Regions from separate parts of the Rattus norvegicus genome. Here region 2 is linked to region 1. Evidence: chromatin contacts called from public Hi-C data. All regions are on one chromosome and are shown on one strand. Each heading gives the region's core, a stretch centred on a gene start, on an enhancer-like site or on the middle of the called end of the contact. The rest is flanking DNA. Distances are from core to core; before and after follow the strand shown. Region 1 overlaps Raf1 (Raf-1 proto-oncogene, serine/threonine kinase). Region 2 holds the start of Raf1 (Raf-1 proto-oncogene, serine/threonine kinase).

What was found. A called contact is a pair of places that touch in the nucleus more often than the background predicts.
Region 2: a Hi-C map of liver shows a contact between it and region 1, with 4 times the contacts expected there. The contact joins the promoter of Raf1 here to the enhancer-like site in region 1. A contact is called at or near these places in 9 of 12 Hi-C or Micro-C datasets (Schwann cells, frontal cortex, hepatocytes and 5 more) and 1 of 1 datasets of contacts at active chromatin or transcription factors (oligodendrocytes).

Annotation. Positions count from the first base shown.
Region 1 is chr4:150,367,344-150,372,177 of GRCr8, reverse strand. It overlaps Raf1 (Raf-1 proto-oncogene, serine/threonine kinase), which reads left to right. Exons shown (of 17, transcript NM_012639.2): 3 at 2,364-2,476. Among named protein-coding and RNA genes, the nearest start is that of Mkrn2, 36 kb to the right of the region's middle. Within about 2 kb of position 2,382, at least 1 of the 93 cell types and tissues checked has an H3K27ac peak or open chromatin away from gene starts, as enhancers often do. A contact at or near this core is called in liver, where this site is marked.
Region 2 is chr4:150,410,036-150,414,869 of GRCr8, reverse strand. It overlaps Raf1 (Raf-1 proto-oncogene, serine/threonine kinase), which reads left to right and starts at 2,057. Exons shown (of 17, transcript NM_012639.2): 1 at 2,057-2,326.

The DNA.
Region 1 (4,834 bases), core at 1,133-3,632:
GCTGCCCTTACAACCAGCCACCTGGCAGGACAGGTTCCTGGGCTGTATTCCAAAGTTATGGACGCAGACTCCTTGGATGTGTCGGTACACAGAAGGCTAAGGAGTCTCTTTCGAAAAGCCCTCGTCTGCTGCTTCCCATGCTGTCTACATCTGGGGACATCAGTGGAGCAGAGAATCAAGATCTGTCTAGCTCTCAGAACCTGTGACTTCTAATGGAAACAGTAAAATAACTACATACCAAACTTTACAGTTTTGAAAGCTGTTGCCTGCAGTATAGGTGCCAGTATAGGTGTCAGTGTGTGAGTTTAGAACTTTGCTGTTTTCTCTTCTCATGTCTTTATAGCTCAGCTCTCTAGTGCAGGCATTGTCTGTCTCGTTTTGCTGGACACTAGGAAGGTGTTAAAGGGTAAATACCTGTGAAAGTAAAGAGATTACAGTAACAGTTCTGGTATGTTCATCACCTGGATTACCCTTGGCTGATCATAACAGTTCTTTCTGTCTGTTTCCACCCACACCTTTTCATTTGTTTTGATACAAATCCTAGGTAAGGTTTGTCTGAACTAGTTTGGTATGTCCAAGGAACTTTTTTCTTTAGACAGAACCTAACTCTGTAGTCTAGCACATGGACTTAAATTCAAAGCAGCCATTTGTTTCAGACTCAAGATGTTGGGAATAGATGCAAGGGACCATGCAGCTTTAAGAAACTTAAAGAATGTTAATTGTTTAAATAGGCAACATGATTTACAAGTATGGGTGACTTCTGCCCCCGCTAGTTCCCCAGTTCTTTCCCTTAGTATTCCTGTGATAAGGAAGGTTTATTAATCTGAAGAGTCAGATGGCCTCATTCACAGCAAAGGAGGAGATTTCAGAGCTGCTTAGAAACCCTTTTTCTTTCCTCTGATGTAATTGATCCTTTAGGAGAACTTTCTGACCTCTGTCACCCCTAAATTGTGTGTCCTACACTCTCAAATTATGCTGTAGTTCTCCCTTACTGACCTAGCGATTGGTGACTGGCCAGCTAAGTCCCTGTTAGTAGTCAGTGACATCAAAATCAGGCTATGTGAAAACAGATGCGCTGTCATTCCTTGGACTCACTCTTGCTCTTCCTACTAGCTTTGTCTCCACTTTGGATCCAGGTGGTGTGGTCTCTTTGACGTTGTTAGACAGCTCTGCCTTGCTTCTTAAGACTCATCTCTGTCTTAACCCAGCTAGAAAGGAGGAGAGAAAAGGGCAGAGATTGGTTCTGCAGAGCTCTACAGTCAGCCACAGGGTTCTGTGCAGGCAGTTCATAGTCACTTCAAATTATCCTGCTGTCCTTGATGGTTCTGGCGACTCTTTCTGTTTTTTCTCTTTTAATTAATTTCCTAGGCTTTGATATTTTGGAAAAATATCGACTCTTTAATATTTTATCCAGTATTTCAACACTGTGGGTACAGACACTTTGCATTGTGCTTCCAAGCAGCCACCTAGTTTTTGAAGCCTAGATTAGGACACTGCATGGGGCACCTACTGCCTAGGCTGTCTGGTATACATTGGTGTCTGCCACTAAAGTCAAGCAGGAACTTTGCTCATCTGTTTCCCATTCACCCTTACTACTTTGAAATTTGTTAGGAAGATCATCTCTCCATTTTGTTGAAAGTAGGTAAGATTTTATTATAAAGCCTTATCTCATGTTTGTTTTACTTTCTGTTGGACTTGCTTATATACACTTACAAGTCCAGATAACTAGAGTGTATCCCCCCCTTCCCCACCATACAACTTAAAATTATTTTTAAAAACATATTTTTGTGTGTGTGTGTACGTGTACCTGTACATGTGCGTGCGCGTGCGCCTGTGTGTATTTGTGCTCCACAGTAACGTTTGTGGTGATCAGAGAATGGATAACTTCTGCTGTTAGTGTCTGCTTTCATGATATATTGGTCTCAGGGATTGAATTTCAGTTGTCAGGCTTGGCAAAAAGTACCTTTCCAGAACTCTAATGTTAATAGCAAGGCATACATCTTTCTAAACCACACAATATGCATAAACACATATTGGTTTCCCCACTTTAAGAATACCCTTACTCTGTATTACTCTAATAGAAATACTTTCTCCAGTTACCATGCCACAGACTACTGTCCCCTCAGATAGTAATGCAGGGTAGTGCAGGAGGCGCATATTGTTGCCAGTGCTGAGTCAGGTCTGTGTGCATTCGCCTGTACTTAATTCTGGATGTTGAGGTGTTTTTCCTTGTCCGTTCACTATTGCAAACAGTATGAAATAAGTCTATACCATTTTACCTGTGGGTGTGTGCACTTCAGGGTTCACTTTTGCAAGGGGTGCTGTAGCCTACATTGGTTCTAAAGGTGCTCGTTTGTTTGCAGGTCAATGTGCGGAATGGGATGAGCTTGCACGACTGCCTTATGAAAGCTCTGAAGGTTAGAGGCCTGCAGCCAGAGTGCTGTGCAGTGTTCAGACTTCTTCAGGAGCACAAAGGGTAAGAGCAGAGCCAGGGGGCCACCTTTTAGAATTCTAAGCATTTCCTGGCCACAAATAACTTGTTCTATAACAAATGCTTTGTATTTGCTTCTTAGGGATTGGTGTGTGTGTATATACTTTATTTTTAAAGTGTCAATTCAGAAAAATTTGCTACTGAGAACTTGAAATTATTGCCTGGACATTGTCCTAAAATCTACAGTGCATAGGAGATCCTAACAGCAATATCCAGGGATGTAGGCGGCACTGTTAGAAGGCATGTTTTTAACTGCGAAGAATTTTCCTGGTGTTTGCCATGCAAGTGGGTACTCTGAACATGTTTGCATTGTGGTTTCTATCCCCCCCCCCCCCCCCCCTTAAGAGTGCTAGGGGCTGAAGAGTTGGCTCATTAATGGCATTTGCTGCTCTTGGTTCACTTCCCAGCACTCACATCAGGAGGTTCACAACTAGTTGTAGCTCCAGTTCCAGGAGCTCTGATGCCCTCTTCTGGCCTCCAAGGGAATCTTTGCACACATACCACTTAGAGACATTCAAATATACAGAAAGACGTCTCTTCCCTCTCCTCTTTTTTTAAAAATAATTTTTAAAGATTTATTTATTTTATGTATATGAGTACCCTGACTTCATGCACACCAGAAGATGGCATTGGATCCCATTACAGATGGTTGTGAGCCACCATGTGGTTGCTGAGATTTGAACTCAGGACCTCTGAAAGAGCAGCCAGTTCTCTTAACTGATGAGCTATCTCCTTAGCCCACTCTTCTCCTCTTTTCTGTCTTCTTTCCCTTATTCCTTGTCCCTTGGCCCTTTCTCTCCCCCATAACCCCGGGGCCCCTATCCCTTATCCCTTTTCATCTTTGGCTTGAAGAAATACGCTAGTCAGTGTAGTGCTTGCCATGCTATCTGAGTGCCAGACTGCCATAAAACCCTGGCTGTGGTTGTTCTTGTAACCTCATCACCAGGAGACATAGATAGGCAGGTCCCTGAAACTTGCTGGCCTGTTTAACCTACTTGCTGAACTCCAGATCAGTTAGAGAATTTGTCTCAAAAAGCAAGATAGATGGGACCTGAGGAATAACATCTCGTGTTGTTTTGCTATATGTATACATTTTCTACAGTCCTAAAGGAAACTCTTGTCATTCATGCTTTCCTCACCCATCTCTTTTTGGTGGTACTGGAGACAGAGCCTAGGGCCTGGAATATGCCAAGTATTCAGTTTGATGAGTATTACATCTTGACTGTCTGATAGCCACAAGACTGAAAGAGGCAGGGAATTTCTACTTCCAGGAAAATACACCTTATTTCCAGTGGTGGTAGCAAGATAGAGGTGGTTTCCCCATCCTCAAAAGCTGAGATCATGGCCCATAGCAACAGAGCACCACATATGTATTGTTCTTTACTATGTTAGCTAAACCTTTGACTCTGTCCTCTTTAGGGAGCAGTGCTTCTTCTGTCACTGACCTCTTGCTTGGTTTTTCTGTGGTTGAGTTCCCTGGCTGGAGAGAGCATCTCAGGGAGTGACTCCTCCTTCCTCTGCTTATTCAGCCAGTTTGCTCATCTTCAACTTGTCATCACCTCTATCTAGCTAGATTGATTTCCATGTCTGTTCCCAAGCTGATACATAGACTTCCTTCAGGACTAGGGAGATTCTGAGACAGAGTCTTGGTCTACTCTTCTCCAAAGCTGTACTGATTTGGAGCTGATCTGCATTCTCTCCTCCCTTTTCAGGAACTGGGGTTTCCTTCCTGGTCTTCATTAGGAAACAATAGTACTTTAGACAGATGCCATTTCCCTACCTTGCATAGGGGATTATCTTAAGGAATGAATTATTGCTCTTTGGGTAACCAGGGGAGTGGCTTGTTGGCTTCTGGAAGCTGATAGGAGGGGCCTGAGTGATGTCATATGTGCGGTACATTTGGAAATATTCATCCTCAGCAAATGGGAAGAGGACCTGAACAACAGTTTTTGCTTAAATCACTATGGTTTCCTGTCTTCCTTGTTCTGGACACAGAAAAAGTGGTGTCAGTCAATTTTAAAGACTGTTGTGCTCCTGTAGACTTGTGTTTATTATAATTTCTACAACCAACTTTTAAGCCTGTAGGTAATGCACAGCACATGTGTTTGTGTTGTGTGTGTGTTTCAGGTGGAAGTAGGTGTTGAACACTGACCTGTAGTGGCCTGGTAGGATTTTAACATTACACAGTCATTCTTGTCATGGGATTGTACTTCATTGTTTAAAGGACACTTTTTTAGGAGCATACACTTTGGCTTATTTTTTGGGTGGAACCAGAACACCTGTGAGGTGTGCTTAGCCAGCATGCAGTAGACAGAACTGCTCTAATGTCTTAAGCCTTGTCCA
Region 2 (4,834 bases), core at 808-3,307, 43 kb before region 1:
CTTCTGACCTGCAGGCAGAAAGCCATCAGCCTCCATCTCCTGCCATCCTGACTTTCCTACCGTGATAAACCGTGTCCTTTAACCGTCAGCCAAAATAAGCCTGTCCCTTCTTTTATTATTATTATTATTATTATTATTATTATTATTATTATTATATCTATTTATGCGTATGAACATTTGCCTGCATTATATCTGCACTATGTGATTGGTACACAGAGAGATCAGGAAAGGGCATTGGATTCTCTGCAACTGGAGTTATGGGTGGTTGTGACTCTCATGTGGGTGTTGAGAATTGAACCTAAGTTGTCTGCAACAGTAGCTGGTGCTCTAACCACTGTTCTTTGGGCCAACTTTCCTTCCTTCCTTCCTTCCTTCCTTTCTTTCTTTCTTTCTTTCTTTCTTTCTTTCTTTCTTTCTTTCCTTCTCTTTCCTTCTTTCTTTCCTTCTTTGTTTCTTTCATTCATTCTTTTTTAACCCTGTACTTGTCCAGTCCATTATTTTGTCACAGAAACCAGAAAAGTAACCAGCACAAAGGCCAAAAGATGGAAAGAACATAAACTTCCATCGTTATCCTAGACAGAAAATCTGGTGCAAACTTACAATGAAATAGTTTAGCCCTAAAGAGGACTGAAACAGGCTAAGTGGAAAGACTTAAATCATAAAAGAACCCATACCTTATAAGTATCCACACATACAAGATAATCTAGAAGTCTGTAGTAGCAAAATTAGTATTCGCGGTTGCTGGGGGTAGGAAGCTAGTGAGAAACTGCTTGGTAGGTAATTTTATTTCAGAGTAATGGAAATGTTTTGGAACTAAAGCTGTGGTTACACAACACTGTAAATGTACTAAATGTCAAGAGATGTTTACTTATAAATGGTTACTTAAAAAACTTGTATGTGTATTTGTAAATGCGGTTTGCAGGTTGAGCACGTAGCACTGGGTTCGAATCAAGGTCAGAGGATGACTTTCAGGAGTCTGTTCTCTCTTCCATCATGGCACCACCAGGTTTTACTCTGCAAACTTTTTACTGAGTCACCTTGCAGATACCAAATGGCTACTTTGAAAATACACAGAGGTAGAATGGGAGTCTGAGGTCAACCTCCAATTAAGAGGGAATCTGGCACATATCTTTAATTCCAGCACTCAGGAGGCAGAAACAGACCAATCTCTTTGGGTTCGAGGTCAGCCTGGTTTACAAAGTGAGTTCCAGGACAGACAGGGCTGTTAAACAAAGAAACCCTGTCTCGAAAAACCACAAATAAACAAAGAGATAAAAAAAATTGAGAACCTATTTCAAAGAGGGATTAAAAAAAAAAAAAGCACGTTGACAATGTCACATTGTCCTTTAGGTGTCTATTCCACTGGGGTTGTACGAAGGCTCACAACAGGCTTCAGTTTTCCGTGGGCCATATTGGCGCATCAATTTTATTTTTTTCTCCATCTTTATTAAATTGGGTATTACAGGGTCTCATGCAGCTCAGCATGGCTGTGAACTCCTGATCCTCTTGCCTTTACTTTCCAAGCGCTGGGATTACAGGTGTGCAACACCATACTTTTAGTTTTTGGTCAATCTGGTGTACTACAGTGAACCCTCGATCTGCAATACAAATGTGGAACCTGAGGTTTAATATAGTATGAGAGCTTTCCCGCAAAACCCGTAAGCCGCCATTCTCCATGGATGTCAACTTCGGAAGGAAGCACCAAAGCTGGGCCCTGGGCTGTGTGTCATCTGGCGCGTCTGGTCCTCGGAGGGCCTCGCGGGTGGCCGGACCGAGGCTGCAGCCCACTGCCGCTGGCCTCCGACCAGAAGCAGTCACTGTACCTCCACAGGTTGAGCCCCGAAATGGCGGCCACAGTACCGCGAGGGCCACGCCTCCAGAGGCGGGGCCAGATTCCAGGCCCGAGCGATAGATCCCCGAGCCAAGTTTTAAGCGGACAGCCGAGCTCAGGAGCTCGCGCAGAGGCAGTGAGTCCGCGGCGCCGCAGGTCGCCAAGACGAGTGTCGAGCGCAGGGCTAGCTCGCCGCCGCAGCCTGAGAGCGTCTTCATCGCGGGTGCTTGTTCCGCCATCTTAGATGGCGGGAGTTAGAACGGAGCGAGCTTGAAGCAGGAAGGCTTCTCTGCCGTTCTCCGCAGGCCCTCAGACGGGCCAGCTGGCCGAGCTTTGGGGCGCGTGCCCTGAGGCGCGGGGCGCTAGTGCAGCGATGCGGGGCCTTCCTGGGGCCCCGTCCCCCGGGCTGGGGACACGCCGAATGTAACCGCAACCCGTTCTCTCAACCACCGCTGTCGCTGCACTACGGGACCCGGTGCTGCCCGGCTCCCTCAGGTAGGCCGCAGGGCTGACGGTGCGGCCGCGGGGCGCAGGGTCCGCCAGGCCGCTGTCATCCTGGTGGCGGGTCGGGCGAGGGCTGGGTGTCATGGCCGGCGAGCCAGTTTCCACACCCCTGCTCAGATTTCCCAGTGTTTCTCGGAAATGTGCCAGCGCCACTCCGGTGCCCAGCGAGCATTCCTCATATTTTGGCAATGGGGAAAAAAAATCCTCCTAGAGCTGCCCAGTGTCTGGGTTGTCACTGGGATGGGCTCATTCTTTTTCTCTCGGGCCGCAGAAGTGGGGGGAGCCCGGCCTTGCACCTCCTCTCGGGCTGCTTCGCTTAAGTGACACCCTTTTAGGGAAGACGAGAAGAATCAGGGACGGCAGCGAGAAACGGGTCAGTGCCCCGTCACAAAGACGTGGGACCTCGCCCGGAGCTTCCAAATGGGAGGCCGGGGATGCTCGAGATTGGGAGCTGGACTGCCTTTTGTGTGAAGCGACAGCCTCCTAGGCTCTGCAGAGCCAGTGAAGGATGCAGAGTTGGGACACCACGGGAGGCGAGGTGGCCGTGTTCATTCATTGTTCTCTCTTTAGGGCCCAGGGTGTGCCTCTGGTTTTCATTCTTTGTTTGGAGGGACAGTCGGATCTCTTCTTTCCGGGTTGAGACGTGACCGGGTCTTGGGGAATGGGGCAGGTCTGTGTATAGAAGTGGGGAATGAATTCAGGGCACGTATGGATGCCTGCATTGCGTCCTGTGGGGTCTGTGGAGACTTAGCTCCCGGGGCGTGAAAACAATGCGCGGTGATAAGGCTTGTTTTCCCAAGTGTTCTTGGGATTTAGAACAGTTAGGTGCAGAATAGAGAAACCCAGAGGTTCCTTGCTTGCTTCTGCGCGGAGTTTGGAAGGACTGTTCGCTAGGTGAGGTAGCGGGGAGGACATTGTCAGCGGGGGAACAAACAGCTGGCACCAAGGCACAGGGGCGTAGCCTGCGGGAGTTAGGATGATTTTGGGGAGCAGTTAGTAAATATGGGGTGCAGGTAGGCGGACGGCAGGGTCTAAGAGGAAAATTGATAGTTGCGAAGGGTCTGTGTGATGGATAGTGAACTAGTTCGTTTGTTAATTAACTTCATGTTGTGAATTTTTAGTTCTTGCGGGTTGCTGCTTTGCTCCCCTCCCGCTATGGTAGTGAACAAGATTTACCTTGTTAAGTCTAGCTAACCAGTTTTGGTAATTGATAGGAAATGTTTAGTGCTTTTTCACTGGTTCCTCTTCAGAGATACTCTTGCAGCTTTTTCTAAGGTTATACCTGCCTTCAAAAATACTGAGGTCATAAACATATTCTTTACTAACTCCTGAGTTTTAAATCGCTGCTGACCACGTAAAAACACGTTCCCCAAACGTATAGAATTCGGCAGATTATAGAAAACACCTGGAAAAGTGTAGCATGAAAGTATTTTTTAATGAATCCTATTTATGTAGTAGACTTTTCTTTAGACTGAGTTCCCAGGTTGCAGCTTTGTTAAGTCTCCAGCCCCATGAACATTTTATTTTGTTATTCTAATAAAATAGCTAATTTGATTAAGGCTTATGCTGAAGTGGCTATTTAGAAGTGAAGAGACATCAGGGGCAGTTTCCAAATCTTTGGTATTGTGAACCACTGAAAAACACTGAGGTTCTTTTGATTTGTTTTTACTCTTATCACTTCAAGGGCTAAGTAAGCTGTTTAAAATCCAGCAGCAACATTTGACCTAGCTGAGACTGGATACTTGGAAAAATAAACCTGCTGATGTTTCTGTTCGAAGGCTTATCTTCAGGTCTGCAAGGCTGGGATTGTGCCCTGAAGTGGGATCAGGCAGCTTTGTTAAGGTCTTGTCAGTAGTTGAAAGGATCTTGTATGCCTGTGAAGTAGAGGCTTGACTGAAAGGCTTTTGAATGCATTTTAAGGGATTTGGCCCAGTAGTAAAAAGACTGAGAACCTTTCACTTATGACAAAAAGTATCCAAAAATTAAGAATGACACTGCATTACAGCTGCTCTGAACCCACTTGGTTTTGGCTTCAAGTCAATTTTCTCTGATGATTAAACTACTTGACAGTTTTAGGAAGTTAATTTGATATTTGCAGAAGCACTAAGTATTTTTAATGGAAATACAATGACTAACTTCAAATTGCTCTTTTAGAAAGTCTATTAGTGAATGTTTGATTATTTAATATTAAAATTCAGACAAAACTTCTTTACCTACCTGCTACCTAAAACCATGAGAGAATGCTTTGGCTTGCCCGTTAGCAACATGCCCCAATGTTGACTTGCAGATCAGAATTTAAATATTGTCTCTGAAAGACAGTGAACAAATATAACAGTGAGAGGGTTTATGAAACCATACAAATCAGGCTTCAACTTAAAATGTTGTTTTATTTTTCTAAAGTTGAAACTAGACCATAAAAAATCAGGGTCTCCCACTCTTGAAAAATCAGAAATGTTGGGTTCTGTTTTTCTTTCTTTCTTTTCTTTCTTTTTTTCTTCT